Regions from separate parts of the Capsicum annuum genome. Here region 1 is linked to region 2. A link is a contact called in public Hi-C data. All regions are on one chromosome and are shown on one strand. Each heading gives the region's core, a stretch centred on a gene start, on an enhancer-like site or on the middle of the called end of the contact. The rest is flanking DNA. Distances are from core to core; before and after follow the strand shown.

What was found. A called contact is a pair of places that touch in the nucleus more often than the background predicts.
Region 1: a Hi-C map of leaf shows a contact between it and region 2, with 3 times the contacts expected there. The contact joins the promoter of LOC107839033 here to the enhancer-like site in region 2. A contact is called at or near these places in 3 of 5 Hi-C or Micro-C datasets (bud and leaf).

What each region holds. Positions count from the first base shown.
Region 1 is chr8:50,383,478-50,388,233 of UCD10Xv1.1, reverse strand. LOC107839033 (anaphase-promoting complex subunit 5) reads right to left here and starts at 1,335. Exons shown (of 21, transcript XR_007043988.1): 1 at 950-1,335.
Region 2 is chr8:50,259,692-50,264,848 of UCD10Xv1.1, reverse strand. LOC107839035 (a long non-coding RNA gene) reads left to right here. Exons shown (of 7, transcript XR_007043987.1): 3 at 998-1,081; 4 at 1,262-1,375; 5 at 1,476-1,576; 6 at 1,748-4,857. Among protein-coding and RNA genes, the nearest start is that of LOC107839035, 8.0 kb to the left of the region's middle. Within about 2 kb of position 3,623, at least 5 of the 5 cell types and tissues checked have an H3K27ac peak or open chromatin away from gene starts, as enhancers often do. A contact at or near this core is called in bud and leaf, where this site is marked.

The DNA.
Region 1 (4,756 bases), core at 86-2,585, 130 kb before region 2:
CGCAGGGAAGCGAGAAAACACTCAACTAACAACTAACCTTTTACCCTAATTAGCCACTTACAAAAGCAAACAAAATTTTCGTAAATTTGAAAGCTAATAAATATTTGCTACCTTAACGACAGAAAATCAGCGCACAAAAAACACCAGTGAAAGTCGAAATAGAAGATCAAGAAACTAGAAGAATAGCGCTAATACTACTAGTAAGAATGGAGGTCCAAGTAAAGACGACCAAGCCTATCCCGGTGGGAAGCGAGAGAACACTCAACTAACAACTAACCTTTTACCCTAATTCGCCATTTAAAAACGCAAACAACATTTTCATAGATTTAAAAGCTAAGAAATATTTTCTACCTTAACGAGCAAGAAACTAGAAGAATAGTGCTAATACTACTAGTAAGAATGGAGGTTCAAGTAAGGGCAACCAAGCGTATCCCGCGTACATTAATTCGACACTACCAACTACCAACTACCAACTAACCTTCAACACTAATTCGAGACCCACAAAAGCAAAGTACATTATAGACCCTCAACTTAAATAAAGCCTGCCAAACAGTTCAAAAGCGGTTACAGATATGGGGGAAATAACAACATCAAATTGATGTGAAATGGAGAGTGTTACACAGCAAAAAGGAGAAAAAACTAGTAACAAAAACGATATAATGCAGTAATCGACTCTCAGAAAAAAAACCAGTAAGAAGGGAGTTCCAAGGAAGATCATCAAGCCTATCCCACAAAAAACACCAGCGAAAGCCGAATTGAAGCTCAAGAAACTACAAAAATAGTGCTAATACTACTGGTAAAAAGGAAAGTCCAAGTAAGATCACCAAGTCTATCCCGCAGGGAAGGGAGAGAACACTCAACTAACAACTAACCTGTTATCCTAATTTCCGACCTACAAAAGCAAACTACATTTTTAAAATAAATTTGAAAGGTAAGAAATGCTTGGTACCTTAGTAAGAGATAATAAAAAGGAGCCGAGAAGATTGTGCTGAGCGACGGAAGAGAAGGGGAAAGGAACAGAGGTTTGGGAGGGAGGAGCATAGACTTGAATGAGAATGCAAATAGAGAGCTTGTGTGGTGTAATGGTGAAAGCTCCTGCCGCTTTCGATAACCCTGGCATTGCGGCTGCGCCGGACATGGAGGGAATCAGCGCGCGAATCGGATGGAGGCTAGTTTCTATTTCTACTATATAGATACTGTAACAGGAGGACTACTTGTGTTATAATTCTTAAAGGAAGTGGAAAGAAAAGGGAAAAAGGAGAATAGAAAGAGGAGGAATTTTCAAGAGTAATAATTTTATCATTTCCGAACCTGTTCAGTACAAAGGAATACTAACATAACTCTACCAGTAATACAATGATAGCAATCCCATCTATTAACTCAATTTAGGACTAAACGAAATTACTCTTACTACATTAAGGACTTTTCTGCAATTACTAAATAAGTTTTCTATTTAAAACTAAAGGGACTTAGGTTAACATATTGAAACTTAATAAAACATCAGTCACAATGACATTTGTGACACTCATCCCTCTTCAAATAGATCTTGATCTTCAAGCCTCTTGAAAGTTAGGAAATTGTGATCGAATGAAGTTGTAGTCCTCCCAAGTAGCCTCTTCTGGTAGCAGGTTTGCCCATTGCACTAAGATCTGAGTGGAAGCAGTATTTTCTTTCTTGATAATTCTCCTATCTAACACGGCAACTGGTTCTACTATCGTTTGACCATCTGAAGAACAAATGTAGGGATCTAATGTTGGTACCACTTGATTACCAATCTTTTTCTTGAGTTGTGATATATATGGAAAACTGGGTGAATTCTGAGCCGGGTGGCAGAGCTAGCTTGTAAGCTACTGGTCCAATTTTCTACTTTATCTTGTAAGGTCCATAAAACCTTGAGGCCAGTTTGAGACTTTTTCTAACTGCAAAGGAAGTCTGCCTATAGGGTTGCAGCTTTAAATAAACCCAATCTCCTTCTTCAAATTCTCTCTCAGTCATTCTCTTGTCTGCATTTCTTTTCATCCTCTCTTAATCTCTTATTAAGTTGTTCTTCAAGATGTTCGCCATCAATTGTCTCTCCTTGAGAATCTGATCCACAGAGTCTACCTTGGATTGTGCCACTAACTCAAAAGTTAGTTGTTTAGTTATGGAGGTTCATAACTATAGAGCACTTTGAATGGGGTCATTAAGTGACGTATGGTAGTTGCTATTGTACCAGAATTCTACTAAGGATAGCCATCTGTACCACTCTTCAGGTTTGTGTCCAGTCATACACCTTAGGTAGTTCTCTAAGTACCTATTCAATCTTTTAGTTTGTCCATCTGTCTATGGGTGATATACAGAGCTATATAATAATTGAACTTGTAAGAGTTTAAAGAGTTCCTTCCAAAAGTTGCTTAGAAACACTTTATCTCTATCTGTAACTGTGCTCTTAAGTAGACCATGAAGCTTATATATGTTGTCTAGGAATGCCCTGGATACTTGAGAGTTGTTACAGTTGACTGGGGACATAACCTTGGATGGGAAGATATGGAGGAATAACATTAGTATAGAGGGTTAAGGGTGTGGTTAAGGTGTTGTCAGTATTTAGGTAGACTTTGGGGTCTTGTGTTTGGCAACATGCAATTTTTTGTGGATGTCGTACCATTGTTATTTTATTGTGTTCTAGGATTTTCATGTTTTTGTATGCTGTCTTCTAACTTGAGTTGGGGGTCTATAGGAAACAGTCTCTCTACCTCTTTAGAGGTAGTGGTATGGACTGCGTACACTCTACCCTCCCTAGACCCCACTATCTGGGAATATACTGGGTATGTTATTATTGTTGTTGTTGTATATCTGTTGTATTTGTCTATCACTACTAAGATAGTGTCTTTACCTTCAAATTTGGGTAGACTTTCAACAAAGTCCATTAATATATGTTCCCATACTTTCTCAGGAACAGGTAAAGGTTGAAGTAGGCCTGGATATGCTACTTGTTCATCTTTACACCTCTGGCACACTTCACATTCTTGGACCAACTTCTTCACTTGTTCAATCATTGCTGGCCAATAAAACACATCTTTTAACCTTTAATAAGTAGCCCAAACTCCTGAGTGACCTCCTAACCCAGAGTTGTGTATGGTAGTAACTAATTATTGCCTAAGCTGGCCATTATTACCAATCCATGCTTTTCCATTGTATCTCAGTATTCCTTGTTGAACAAATATGTTCAGCTCAAGGTCAGGATGGCTGCTTAATGTAGTGATAGCTTGTAGTACTTTTTGGTCTCCCTTGTAGCTGTCAAGTATTTCTTCAATCCACTTAGGTTGCACTTATGATATGACCAAGCACTCTGAATCACCTTGGTCCTTTTAATCCTCAAATTTTCTGGATACAGCTACCACATTCTCAACACCCTTTTATAGTGTATTTCAAAGCCGAGCCCCATTAACTTAGTTAAACCTTTGTGTTGAAGTGAAGTGGTAATTTTCTGCTCCTGCAAATATTTTAGACTGAAATGGTCAGACTTAATAATGAAATCGTGAGGTTGGAGGTAATGCCTCCACTCATCTACAGCTTGTAATAGTGTAATCAACTCTTTCTCATAAGTGGACATTCCTTGGTATTTCTTACTAAGAGTTTGGCTCATAAATGCTAATGGTCTCTTCCTTTGCATTAATACTGCCCCAATACCTATATTACAAGCATCTACCTCGAGATTAAAAGTCTTTGTAAAATCAGGTAATGCTAGCACAAGTCCAGTAGTCATAGCTAACTTCAACTGGTTAAATGCTTGATCAGACTCAGGATTCCAGAGAAATTCTCCCTTCTTCAATAGGTTGGTTAATGGTTTACTTATCTGAGCATAACCTTGAATGAACTTTCTGTAATACCCAGTTAAACTCAAAAATCCTCTTAATGCCTTCAATGTCTTTGGTTGTGGCTACTCCACCATTGATACTATTTTAATTTGATCAGTGTTCACTTCATAACCAGTTATTATATGCCCCAGATACTCAATCTGATTTTGTCTAAATGCATACTTACTTAGCTTAGCAAAGAGCTTGTGTTTATTCAATAAGCTCAACACCACCTCCAAGTGTTTAATGTGATCCTCTATAGTCTTGCTATATATTAGTATATTATCTAAAAAAACTAATATAAACCTCATAAAATGATGCTTGAACACAGTGTTCATGAGAGATTGGAATGTTGCAGGGGATTTAGTTAGCCCAAAAGGCATGACCTTGAACTCTCACAACCCATGGTGGGTCCTAAAGGTTGTCTTATACTCCTCACCCTTCTTCATCTTTATTTAATTATACCCTACTCTCAAGTTAACTTTAAAGAATACAGTAGCCCCAAATAGTTCATCTAATAAGTCATCAACCATGGGAATTGGGTATTTGTTCTTAACTGTTAAATTGTTGAGCCTTCTGTATTCAATACACAACCTCCAAGAAGAGTCCTTTTTCTTTACTAACAAGGCTGGTGAAGCAAATGTAGATTGACTGGGGATCATTGTGGTGGCTTTCAACATATCATTGATAATTGACTCAATTGCATTTTTTTGTTCAAAAGAATACTTGTATGATCTAAGGTTGAATGATTGAGCATCAGGTATCAGATTGATGACATGGTCACACTCTCTTTCTGGTGGTAAGTCTTTAGGCTCCTGAAACACCATGGCATACTTCTCTAATAGTTTCTCAATGTTGGGATGTATCTCTCTTTTCTCAGAACTAATCACTTGAGCCTCTACCATAGCAAGTTCGACTAT
Region 2 (5,157 bases), core at 2,374-4,873:
CCGCGATAATCTCATTTCTTTCAACGGAGAGGGGGTCCACCTTCTTCTATTTCTACATCTAGGATTCGACTTTTATCATGGATACTAATAGGAATTCAACCATTATGGCAAAGAAAAGTTTGATTCAGAGGGAGAAGAAGAGGCAAAGAGAAATTTTACCATTCGACCATATCCACATTTTTTTGTTCTAACGTGGCATTTATTCTTTCCCCCACCTCTCTCCTGAAACCCTAACGTACGCATTTTATATTCATTGTGTTCATCATGTTCTTTGTAAGCTTTATCCATCATCAACTTAAGCTTTCCCCACTTCTGTAAATGACAAGAGCACTTGAATGTTGAAAGCTAATCACTGTCCAACAACAGTCACATTTCTATTTTCGATAATTCTTTGATAATTATCAAATTGTCAAACCGTTTTGAGGTACATCTGCTGTTATCATGTGCCACCCGATTGAAATCTATTACAGTAATGATATTTGAAACCCATCTATGGTAATGGTAAGTGTTTGAGACCCTCAATCATGGTCAGGACCTTGTCTCCATGCAGTCTCTTCCTTTTTAAGGAGTTCTTCATAGTGCAAGTGTGGAGGTCCTCCTGAGTGATTCCTCCTTTCATTCTCCTTGTAAAGATTGCTATAGAAATTGATTACTTTCTGCTCCTCTTTTAGCCTCGCAATCATGTTATATCTTTTGTTTGCATTGACAATCTTGTATGGAAAAAACATGTATTTTTGTCCCATCTTTGATCCATAGGAATCTAGATCGTTGTCTCCATATATTTGAAATACACAAGAAATCTTTCCTTTCTAACAAGAACATGTGCTTGACTTGCTGAAAGAAATTTTTGGTCTTCCCAAGCTCTTTGATATCAAATTCCTTTTTGAGCAAACACTTCTTCTGATTGTGTATTTTCTTTTGACTCGGCACATATTATTATTGTTACTATCATCTCATTTACTAAGATTATTAGTGTTGTTACTTTTCCTGTTTTCAGGTGTCATATGAACAAGGTTTGGTCTCCTCCACTCTAATGATAGCATAGCTTGATCATAACCTTTTCTTCCAATCCATGCTCAAGGTGATTGGTTTAGTTTGTACAGTGCCTTCTTCAGTCTACACACCATACCCTTCTTGCTCTTACCAGCTTACAAGCGTATTTTCATTCAAAAGAGAAAAAAAACCATGGAGAAATATATTTCTTCAATGGTTGCTCTTCTCTTAGTTTTAGCACTAATGGCTACCCTTTTTTCATCATCAGATGCTGTATTCAAAGGCGCATTTGAAGAAAACTTCAGTAAAAGTTGTCCAGGTACACAATTCAAGACTTCTCAAGACGGACAGATCTGGTGTCTTACCTTAGACCAAGTATTAGGTAACTAAAATCAAGAATACAAAATGCATTTTATTTCTTATTTATATTATCTTTTTGTTTTCTTGAAATTTGAACATATTTCATGTTGTTGGTATGTTAGATTGTGGATTCATGACCAAGCAGAGCTATAGATTTGGTTGGTTTAGCACAAAGTTGAAATTAGTAGGAGGTGACTCTGTTGTTGTTGTGACAACATTTTATGTAAGTTCACTAAAATATTTTGTGCATTTCTATTTTTCTTTGCGTACAATAGGCCCTTGTGGTCCGGCCTTTCTCGGGATGTTGTGCATAGCGAAAGCTTTAGCACATTGGGTGTCCTTTTTTGTGGGAATTTTGGCATTTCCTTTATTTTTTTTGGCACGTTGGGTGCAGATATGTTCAGAAGTAGAGGCAAGGCCATTGAGAGATGAGATAGATTTTGAGTTCTTGGGAAACAGAACAGGGCAGTCTTACCTTATTCAAACAAATGTGTACAATGGTTGTGGTGGACGTGAGATGAGGCATCAACTATGGTTTGACCCAAATCCGTTATCGAATTTCTTATGAATCCGAATCCGAACTCACAGTCTTCAACCCCGCCTACTTCTCCGTCTGCTCAATCTGATCCCGATTCGACAACACATCCTGGAGTTCTTCTAGATCTTTCGTTCAATGATTCGGAGCTTATTCTTAGCGCTTTGATTAACGCTGTGGTTTTGGTCATCTGAAGATTACTGAAGCTGCCCTTGATGCTGTGCAGAAGCTGCCCTTGATGCTGTGCAGAAGCTCATTGCTCATGGTTATCTTAGGGGTGAAGCGAGCCCACTTGGGCTCCAGATGCGAAGCTTCTATCGAAATTGATTGGGTCTGTTTGTAAATGTCATGATTTGGGCGATGATGCGGTGGAATTGCTTGTAATTAAGTCTATTTTATCTGCTGTGACGTCGGTTTTGATTCGAATACATGGGGATTCTTTGTTGCAGGTTGTTAGGACGTGTTATGATATTTGTTTGGAGAGTAAGAATGTGGTGAATCCGACGACGGCTAAGGCTTCATTGGTACAAATATTGGTGATTGTTTTTTGGAGAATGGAGGCAGATTCGTCCACGGTGCCATTGCAGCCTATTGTTGTCACGGAGTTAATGGAACCAGCTGAAAAAGCTGATGCTGATGGATAAATGACATTGTTTGTTCAGGGGTTTATAACTAAAGTGTTGCAAGACATTGATAGAGTTTTCAATGCAGGGACTCTGAGGGTTAGTGCTACACCTACTGGTGCTTGTGATGAGGCATTTTGATAACTACATCAACCGTGGAGTCGACGAATCCTGCTGATCTTTTGGATTCCACGGATAAAGATATGTTGGATGTGAAGTATTGGGGGATTAGCATGTATAAGATGACGTTGGAAGGGCAAAAAAGGAGAGCTGGTGGACGGGGAGGGAGAAAGGGATGATGATTTGGAGGTTCAAATTCGGAATAACTTGAGAAGGGATGCATTGTTAGTGTTCAGGGCTTTATGTAAGTTCTCAATGAAGACCCCACCCAAGGAGGCCGCAGCAGATCCACAGTTAATGAGGCGCAAGATTGTGGCGTTGGAGCTGCTTAAGATATTGTTGGAGAATGCTGGAGCAATATTTAGGACAAGTGACAGGCATTTACCTACCATTCTGATTTAAATCTTTTTTATACCTTAATTACTTGTGTAATTGCTCGTTTATATTCTAATAATTGTACCATGGTTCTTATTTCTGAGTATTGTTTTTCTGTCATTGGTTCATTTTTTGTTGCATAAATGTGTCAATGGCACACGTCTATTTTTGCTACTTGATCTAACTTATAAAGTACTACTCTTTTTTAAATCGGTATTTACAAAGTACTGTTCTCAGTGCTCCAAATGAAAAAATGTTATTTGTTGCTCTTATATGCTCTTAAGCTAAGGTAATACCAATCAATATACAAAGTCCAAAAAGTTGCTTACTCTAATACAATGAGTCCAATTGCTTTCCAACTTCATTTGTCCTTGAAATGTTATATGCTTCCTTTTCCTATTTCCCTACACCATATATTTAGTTTACATATTCTTGGTAGCATAGTTTTTAGACTATTCCCGGGGAATAAAAAGGATTTGCAAAATATAAATCAGTTGTCAACATATGAGCATCTACGCCGTTTGTGCTGCTAAAAGTTTGAAAGTGACCTTTACTTGCTTGGACAACGGCTCCAAGTCTATATTGACTAAAAATCAACTAAAAGAAAAGAAGAGAAAATAGATTTGTCGTATCTTACCTTACGTTGGAGAGTGGAAGCTTACTGTCGTCACTCAGCTCATGTTCGGTCATGATCATGTGCTTCCACTTAGTTGGGGAAACATATAGGGTTGCGCAACACTATGATATTTCTGACAAACATTCACCTTTCTGTGATTTGGATATCCTAAACTATTTGAAGCTGTCAAACCTAAAGCTTATACGGCCGAACAACTCTTTAGGCTTCCTTTGTTAATGTGGAGAGATCTTGAATTTTACATCCTTCAATGCTTTCTTTGGGGGAAGAATTACGTTTTTGTAAATCAAGGATGCACTCTTGAGGTCTATTGGTAATGCTATGAGTAATGTCATGAGGAACGGAAACCTTCCGACTTTTTTTCAACGCCTGTTTTTTGGTACAATAGTGATGTAATAATGTCAACTAACTTGCCATTGTTCTTTCTTCTTTTTTTCTTAATGAAGTATGGAAATCTTGTTAGGAGGCATCAAGAAGATGCAAGGAAAAAAATTACAGCAAAAGAAGATGTCTATTCCTATACAAGAACTTACTGAATAACTGAAGAGCAGACATAATCCCAAAAAAGTTCAACAATAGTTACAGGGCCTGGTTGAACCAACTATATAAGTTGACCAAACAATTGGATTTAAGAATGTGGTTAGGAGTTCAAATCCCAGCAAAACATCTGAATGGGTCTCCCAACTCTCAATGAACTCCAAGTTCTCATAGGCTTCTTTAATAGTATTTGGCATGACCCCAACAAGTTCAAAAACTAATAAAAACATACTCCATATGTCAGCTACTATAGCACAATGCAAGAATAGATGCCTCAACACTCTCCAACTCCACCTATGGCACATATAACTTCTATTTACAATCTGAATATTTCTTTTCCAGAGATTGTGTTGGGTAAGACATGCTTCATACAAGGTAGCCAAGATAAAACTAACTATGTTTGGGGGTAGTTTAGTATCAACAATCTTAAATACCTTATGATTCTTGCTGAAGCAGGTGAAGGCAAAGCTGTTACAGGAGCAAGCGTTCAGAGAAGAAGGCATTACCAGTGAAATATACTTTTTAACTTAAGGTACGAGAGTAAAGATGCCACAATCATGGGAAAAAGATCAGTCAATGATGAATGTACAACAACCACTACAATGTACTCAGTATAATTCTACAAAGTGGGTCTAGGGAAGGTAAACTCAGTATAATTCCACAAAGTGGGTCTAGGGAAGGTAAAGTGTTGCGTTCTCAGTCATTGATGAATGTTTTCTATTAAAATTTCAATTTATGATTCAATGATTGAAGTCTATAAAACTGCTCACAGGTAGTTTAGACACCATGTTAGTTATATCCGTTAAATAACTTGTGTGCTCCAACTTTTACATACTTCTTGACATTTCAAGGTATGTGTATTGAGTACACTATTCCTTCCTGTTCTTCTAAGTTGGACATGTACTTATGATTGCTCATATTATAAAGCTTTTGATAGTTCTGTTACATTAGCGTGAATAGCTGCACAAATTATGTCCTTG